Regions from separate parts of the Danio rerio genome. Here region 1 is linked to region 2. Evidence: chromatin contacts called from public Micro-C data. All regions are on one chromosome and are shown on one strand. Each heading gives the region's core, a stretch centred on a gene start, on an enhancer-like site or on the middle of the called end of the contact. The rest is flanking DNA. Distances are from core to core; before and after follow the strand shown.

Region 1 (3,650 bases), core at 177-2,676, 42 kb before region 2:
TAGACAGAAAAGTAGACAGATGAACAGACAGACGGACAGAAAGACGGACAGAAAGACGGACGGACGGACAGACAGACAGACAGACAGACAGACAGACAGACAGACAGATAGACAGATAGATAGATAGATAGATAGATAGATAGATAGATAGATAGATAGATAGATAGATAGATAGATAGATAGATAGATAGATGCCTTTTAGATGGTTGATTTTAGCTAACAACAAACTCCTCGGTCTTGTCGCCACTCAGTAAACAGTTTGCTAGAATGTATCAAACAAACGCTTCCAAACAAGAGACTTCGTGGAAAAGTCTCTCAGAGCGGGAGAGCAGAGGAAGCGCTGTTGCGTCATCGCCAGGAAGATTGTAAACACACACTTACCACTTTGTCCATGAGTTTCCATGTCTTCTCTACGGTCCGGCGGTCCGCGGCCGCTTGCTTTGGGGGTCCGACAGCGTCCTGGATGGCGTCAATAATGCCTAAAATACGGCCTTTCCGATTGTTAGGTGGGCGTCCACTGAGAGCAGTTGCCATTTTCTGCACACTGTAACACACAGAAATGTTTCTGATGGCAACAAACACATGTGTGCAGATGTGTGACAGTACAAATGAACTGTAAACTAGCGGAACTAAAAACCTTTTTATAGCAGTTCAACGATTAGTATCAAGACAGCGATTAGCACCAAGAGAAATTATTGCACTTTGCAACTGTATGGTTATGATGCATATGTTTGAGGCCATTTTAAACTTACAATGTGGTACTTTTAATATTTAAAACGTCTGATATTAACGTATTAATATCCTCATCTCATAAAATTCATGATTGCTGTGCTGAAAAAAAATCTCTAAAACCCATTTTGAATTAGTAAATAACTCAACAATATTAAAAAACTTTGTTTTGGTTAACTTTTTCAGAAAAAAAGCATGCAGTTCAACATAGTACTTTGAGCTGCCTCTAAAGTAGAGCTTTTGTGCCCTGCAATTGAGAATAATTAATTTAATAAACTAATATTAAAGCACTAAACAGAATGCAAAACGCGTTGTAATAAGAAGCAGCTGGTCTTAGAAGGCTATGACAACTCATCAGACAGAGAAAAAATATTACAATCACTGTAAAATGCGGAAAATTGCTCTTATGTATCATCTATAAACTCCAGACTTACTGCGGCAAAAGGAAAACAGTGTAGCTGCCAAGACAGGGAATGTCAGAGTTCCTGAGTTGAAGCTTTAGGGAGGTCCCCTCAACAAATTGCAACAAAAGCAACAAAAACACAACGCCAATGCCGGGAAACTGTTACATCTCTGCCCAGATGTTCACAAACGAGAAGCGGCTGTTTCGTATCCTCTCGCAGAAACCGCTTAAACGCAGTACAATCCCGCTTTTCTCGCTGTATGATATGGTCGTGACACTGCTCGGTTAAAAATCAGTACTGGAACAAGAAAGCAGCGAAGCCAACAGGGCGGAGTCGAGTGGGCGTTCTCTAGTGGCCAATCAGAGGGCGAGAGTGCTGTCAGAGGTGACGGAGTTCTCCAGTCGCCAATTACAGTGGAGATTTTAAGTGCATACTTAATATTTCCGTAAATGAAGAGGCAATGAAATCGTGCAAAGCGCTTTGTAGGTTGTTCCAGTTATGCAAATTGTACATTCAGTCATCTTCACTTTCTCCGATGGAACAAGTAATATGGCAAGCCCAACTAACATTTATGGTTAGCCTACTTAAATCTTGAGTGCACGATCTAAGTTTTTTTTATTTCTAATCCTATTGTATCTATTTTTGTATTTTATTTTTAGTACTATTCAACCCTGAACAATAAATAACATAATATTTTAAAAGACACTTTGTTAAACTATAGTTAAATTTTAAACATCAAATGTTGGATTAAAAATCAACATCGGATAATGCAATTCAAAAGGGCAAATAAAATTAAAATCTCAATAAAGTGAAAGTTAACAAGTCATAATAATAATTATAATGAATATAATTATAATTAATATAACAGATCATTTTTATAGTGTAATAAATAAAATCCTAATACTGAAGAATAGCTAATAGCGATGAATACTACTAAGAAGTGCTGTAAATAATTCACATCCCACCTTTAAAAAACCATTCATTCATTCATTTTCCTTCGGCTTAGTCCCTTTATTAATCAGAGGTCAACACAGCAGAATGAACCACCAACTTATCCAGCATGTTTTAGGCAGTAAATGCCCTTCCAGCCGCAACCCAGTACTGGGAAACATTCATACACTCTCACATTCACACTCATACATACACTGCAGCCATTTTAACTTATTCATTTCACTATAGCACGTCTTTTGGACTGTGGGGGAAACCGGAGCACCCGGAGGAAACCCACACAAACATGGGGAGAACATGCAAACTCCACAGAGAAATGTCAACTGACAACCCGAACTCGAACCAGCAACTTTCTTGCGGTGATGCGACAGTGCTAACCACTGAGCAACCGTTAATATAATCGGTTATATAATTAATATAATTACAATTAAACAAACAGATAATTTTTATAGTGCAATATATTAATCCTAATAATGAAGAATGGCTATCAACGATAACTGGAATAGTACCAAGAAGTTTTTTCATTCATTTTCTTTTTGGCTTAGTCCCTTTATTAATCCGGGGTCGCCACAGCGGAATGAACCGCCAACTTATCCAGCACTTGTTTTGTGCAGCGGATGCTCTTCCAGCTGCAACCCCATCTCTGGGAAACATCTATACACACTCATTTACACTCATACACTACGGACAACTTAGCCTACCCAATATACCTATTTCGCATGTCTTTGGATTGTGTTGGAAACCGGAGCACCCGGAGGAAACCCACACAGACACAGGGAGAGCATGCAAACTTCACAGAAAAAAACACCAACTGATCCAGCCGAGGCTCGAACCAGCGGCCTTCTTGCTGTGAGGCGACAGCACTACCTACTGCGCCACCTCGTCACCCTACTACCAAGAAGTGCTGCAGATAATTAATATCCAATCTTTAGATCAGGGGTCACCAAACTTGTTCCTGGTGGGCCTGTGTCCTGCAGATTTTATCTCCAACCCTAATCAAACACACCTGAACAAGCTAATCAAGGTCTCACTAGGTATACTTGAAACATCCAGGCAGGTTTGATGAGGCAAGCTAAACCCTGCAGGAACACTGACCTTCCAGGACCGAGACTGGTGACCCCTGCTTTAGATAAACATGCAATTAATTTAAAAATTGTTACTTGTAACATTTGATGTGTTAAACTGAAAAGGTGATAACTAGTAGACTACTAGTAATATGAAAACAGATAGGTCAACTACAGTAAAGTTATGAAGACCAAATGTTAAAATGGCTTTCCACACTGGTCCGATGTTTAGGTGCCCTAAAACCACGTGGGCCATTGGCGGAACATTTTGTCTTGGTCCTTTAATAAGGAATGTCTCGATTTTCCTCTACTGTTTATTCTGTTCTTCTCTTTTTGAACTTCATTTAATCTTAATCATATTAGCTGAGTATTCACAGCCATGGGAATCATGGAAAGAGCAGTGGTTGCAACATTTTTTTATTTTTTGGCCTGGGAAAATAAATTTAACCTGCTGTTTTTGGTATCTGAAGACTTTTTTTGTTTATTTCAAATATACTAAACCTTT
Region 2 (3,776 bases), core at 903-3,402:
ATCTCAAATTATTCTTGTGAGTGCCATTCATGCCTGCTGTTCTAGTATAAATCCACCAGAGGCCACTGTCAAGCACTGTTTGAATGACTGACGGACTGACTGACCGATCGACTGATCCACCCTCCCCCTTCCCTCAACCTAACCAATAGTATTTTAAAAAGCACAGATTGACCTGTCCACCCACTTCCCTAAACCCAACTGACAAACTTAAAAAGCAATTTAGAAAAAGAAAAGCCCTCGCCTGATTTTTACCATGTTTTACCACATTCTCACCTTCTTATTTACTTGTTTATTTTATTTTTTGTCTTCTTTTTTTTTTTGTCTGTTTTGACACTGATTGGAGGCGTTGGCTAAAGGCCACAGGCTGAGTGCCTTAATGTCCCACTAGTGATGATATAGAGTACACTGTCGCACTGCTACATGTGTGAAATTGAGTTTATACAACAGTTCGACAGCATAATCATCTATAGAAAAAAGAAAATCAAACACAAAGAGTCCTAAACCCTTTTGTATTAGGAACTACTTTCTTCTGCCATTTATTCACATCTGCAGCTGCTGACGTCAGAACAGCAGAAGCCATTGCTACTTCACAAACGTCACTTTAGAGCTAATGTTTGAATCATTCTCTAGCGAAAAATATCTAAAGTGATGACAAAACAGGTGATTTTGCTGACATTTTAAGATTATAAGTCTGAACAGCATATATATACACTACATATATATGGTATGAATACAGCACTACAATATACAAGAGAGAGAGACCGACTTAGAAAGTCAATTACCTGTTTAATATTGATTTGATCAGCTGTAGTTTTGCTCTGTATTTTTTCTCCATTAAGGGCTTATTATGCTTTCTCTGTTGCCATCTTGTGGACAGACAACATCAACTGTCTTTGCTCAGTATTGACAGGCGACACGCTATCTTTCAGAAATTACTAATATTTTAAAATAGGCACTATCCTTATAAATAAACTGCATAGCTGCAATCTAAACAACTACATTCTTAAATAAAAGAACCTCAAAAGTATATTCTGTTGCCCAACTGCACCAATATTTGTCAAACTGTAGTGTGTCCTCTGCTTGAAGATGTATGTGGACGGAGTAATAGACAAGGGGGAAGGGTGAGGAGGCGGTACAAGTGCTGTTATTGGCAGGATATTGCACAGCTATCAGCTACTCAGATTCAACAACCAGACAGAACTGTTGTGTATATACAGTATAAGTCAGAATTATTAGCCCCTCTAAATTATTAGCCCTCCTGTTTATTTTTTCCCCAATTTCTGTTTTACGGATTTACGGAGAGAAGACTTTTTCAACACATTTCTAAACATTATAGTTTTAATAACTCATCTCTAATAACTTATTTATTTTATCTTTGCCATGATGACAGTAAATAATATTTGCCTGGATATTTTTAAAGACACTTCTACACAGCTTAAAGTGACATTTAAAAGCTTAACTAGGTTAATTAGGTTAACTAGGCAGGTTAGGATAATTAAGTTATTGTATAATGATGGCTTGTTTTGTAGACTATCGAAAAAAAAAGTTAGCTTAAAGGGGCTAATAATTTTGACCTTAAAATTTAAAAAAAAATTAAAAACAGTTTTTTTCCCAGTCGAAATAAAACAAACAAAACTTTCTCCAGAAGAAAAAAATGTTATCAGACATACTGTGAAATTTTCCTCTGTTAAACATCATTTGGGAAATATAAAAATAAGGAATAAAAAAGTCAATAGGGGGGCTGATAATCCTGACTTCAACTGCATATAGTCAAGCCCAAAATTATGCCAGATACTGTAGGTACACCTTTCTACTACCGGGTTTCACCTTTTGTCTTCAGAACTACAAAACTGAACTACAAAAAAGTACTTGTCAATGTTTTAAAATCATGAGGTGTAATTTTCAGGATGAAAGGACTGTAAGAGCATCAGTTTAAGAGTAAGAATATGACTTTTTTCTTCTCATCTGCCAATCAGTCTGTGTTGTCCATGCAGCTGGGAGCAGAATTCCCTCACAGATTACAACCTGACATCTCCGGACACACACAAAAAGTCTGAGTGAGTATGCGTGTCTGTCCCAGGGGACTTCTTAACGCTTCAACATGACTCAGCCTGCCCTACTGATGAAGCACAAAAGATCCTGTTTTCCCGTGCATTTCCTGTGCAGCTCACACAACGCCTGTCAGCTATCAAAGTGAAGTGCTGTGAGTAAGGAGTGACTCAACCATACGCAGACCCTCATTACATCCAAATCTTTAGAGACCCATCGACCCCCCCCCCCCCCCCCCCCCCCCCAGACCTGGACTTTTCACACCGTTCTACTATAACAGATTTCCTTTCTTTCACTGTCAAACAAGACTATTGTCTGTTTAAAAAAATACAGTGAGAACAAAAAAAGATACCAAAAGAGAAAATGTCATTATTAAGTTACATTTAGTTTGTTCAACATTATTGTAAAAATTAAGAGACTACTGTACTTCATAGGGCTGATTACCTTTGGATTTAGTTATGTGTTTGAGTAAAATGTAAGCTTTTGTTTGATTCTGAAAACTACTGTTGGTATTTTCTCAAATGTTACGTTGAAATTTTGACATTCTGGGGCCTCATGTATCAACGCTGCGTACGCACAAAAACTTTGCATACGCCAGGTTTCACGGTCAGAATCGCTCACGTTTGGATTTACTAACGATGAATTGAACGTGGGAATGTGCGCAGCTCCACGCCAGCTTTATGGCTGGTGTACGCACATTTTTTGTGCGTGTCTGTTTTATTTCCATTGGTGACTCCTAAAGGCAGTTGTGTTCAATTGCACTCTATAAAGTGTCTTTGAGCCTTGCAATGGCAGCTGTATGAGATGGATTCATCTAGCAGGTATATAAGATTTCCATACCATACAGTTGACCAAACAAACATTAAAGCGCAATTTGCAGCGGTCGCCTGTTTCCTCATTGTAATGGGAGCGATCTACCGCATGCACATTGCTATAAAGGCACCACCTGAAGAGGAATTTGCATGCGTGAATCAGAAACATTTCCATTCAATAAATGTGCAAATAAAATATGATGCACACACTTATTAATGATTCCTACTTGTCTTTCTCGTGATAAATAGTAGACACAATCTGATATGTAGCTGGGAAAAAAGAAGAAAGAGTTCATCAGACGCTGGATTCGAATCGAGTTCATGCTTGAACGTGTCAAAACATATTAACATGAGTTTAATGAGCTGCGCCACTGAGACTGTTAAGGGTACTACAACATTTTACACCTATAAACCACACTATTTCTCTTTTAACTCCACAGTGCGATGTTCAGACCCAACTGTGTTAACCGCATCAGCTAAACTCTCCCCACTCTATTTTTTTCATTTGTTGTTAATTCCGGAGGACAAATTTGCAAATAACACCGTTTTCCTTCGGTCTACCTCTGAAAGCAGCACCTCCAATTCACATACTCTTCAAAGTTTCTCTTCTTGCTTGCTTTTGCCATTGCTTTTTCGTTGGGTTTTGCCAAAGTAGAGTCATTAGCATATTCATACGGGGGCGGAGGCAGGGAGGGGTTTTGTGCTCGTGCATGTTGCGCTCAGATCACGTTCATTCGGATGTACAAAAGAATATGTGTGGGATTCGGCGTACACAATGTTTCATACATCTGAATTTTTTTCTGCGTACGCACATTTACAGCTTTGTGCGTACGCAATGTTTCAGTATGATTTCCACGCAAGTCTTCGTACATGAGGCCCCTGGGCTTTTCCACAAAAAAAAAAAAGGGGCTCTGT

Evidence for each region. A called contact is a pair of places that touch in the nucleus more often than the background predicts.
Region 1: a Micro-C map of caudal fin shows a contact between it and region 2, with 2.6 times the contacts expected there. The contact joins the promoter of cblb here to the enhancer-like site in region 2. A contact is called at or near these places in 1 of 18 Hi-C or Micro-C datasets (caudal fin) and 1 of 4 datasets of contacts at active chromatin or transcription factors (caudal fin).

The regions. Positions count from the first base shown.
Region 1 is chr10:33,505,850-33,509,499 of GRCz12tu, reverse strand. cblb (Cbl proto-oncogene B, E3 ubiquitin protein ligase) reads right to left here and starts at 1,426. Exons shown (of 19, transcript XM_073914915.1): 1 at 1,164-1,426; 2 at 382-544. The coding sequence starts at 534.
Region 2 is chr10:33,463,982-33,467,757 of GRCz12tu, reverse strand. No RefSeq gene overlaps it. Among named protein-coding and RNA genes, the nearest start is that of bbx, 22 kb to the right of the region's middle. Within about 2 kb of position 2,152, at least 22 of the 62 cell types and tissues checked have an H3K27ac peak or open chromatin away from gene starts, as enhancers often do. A contact at or near this core is called in caudal fin, where this site is marked.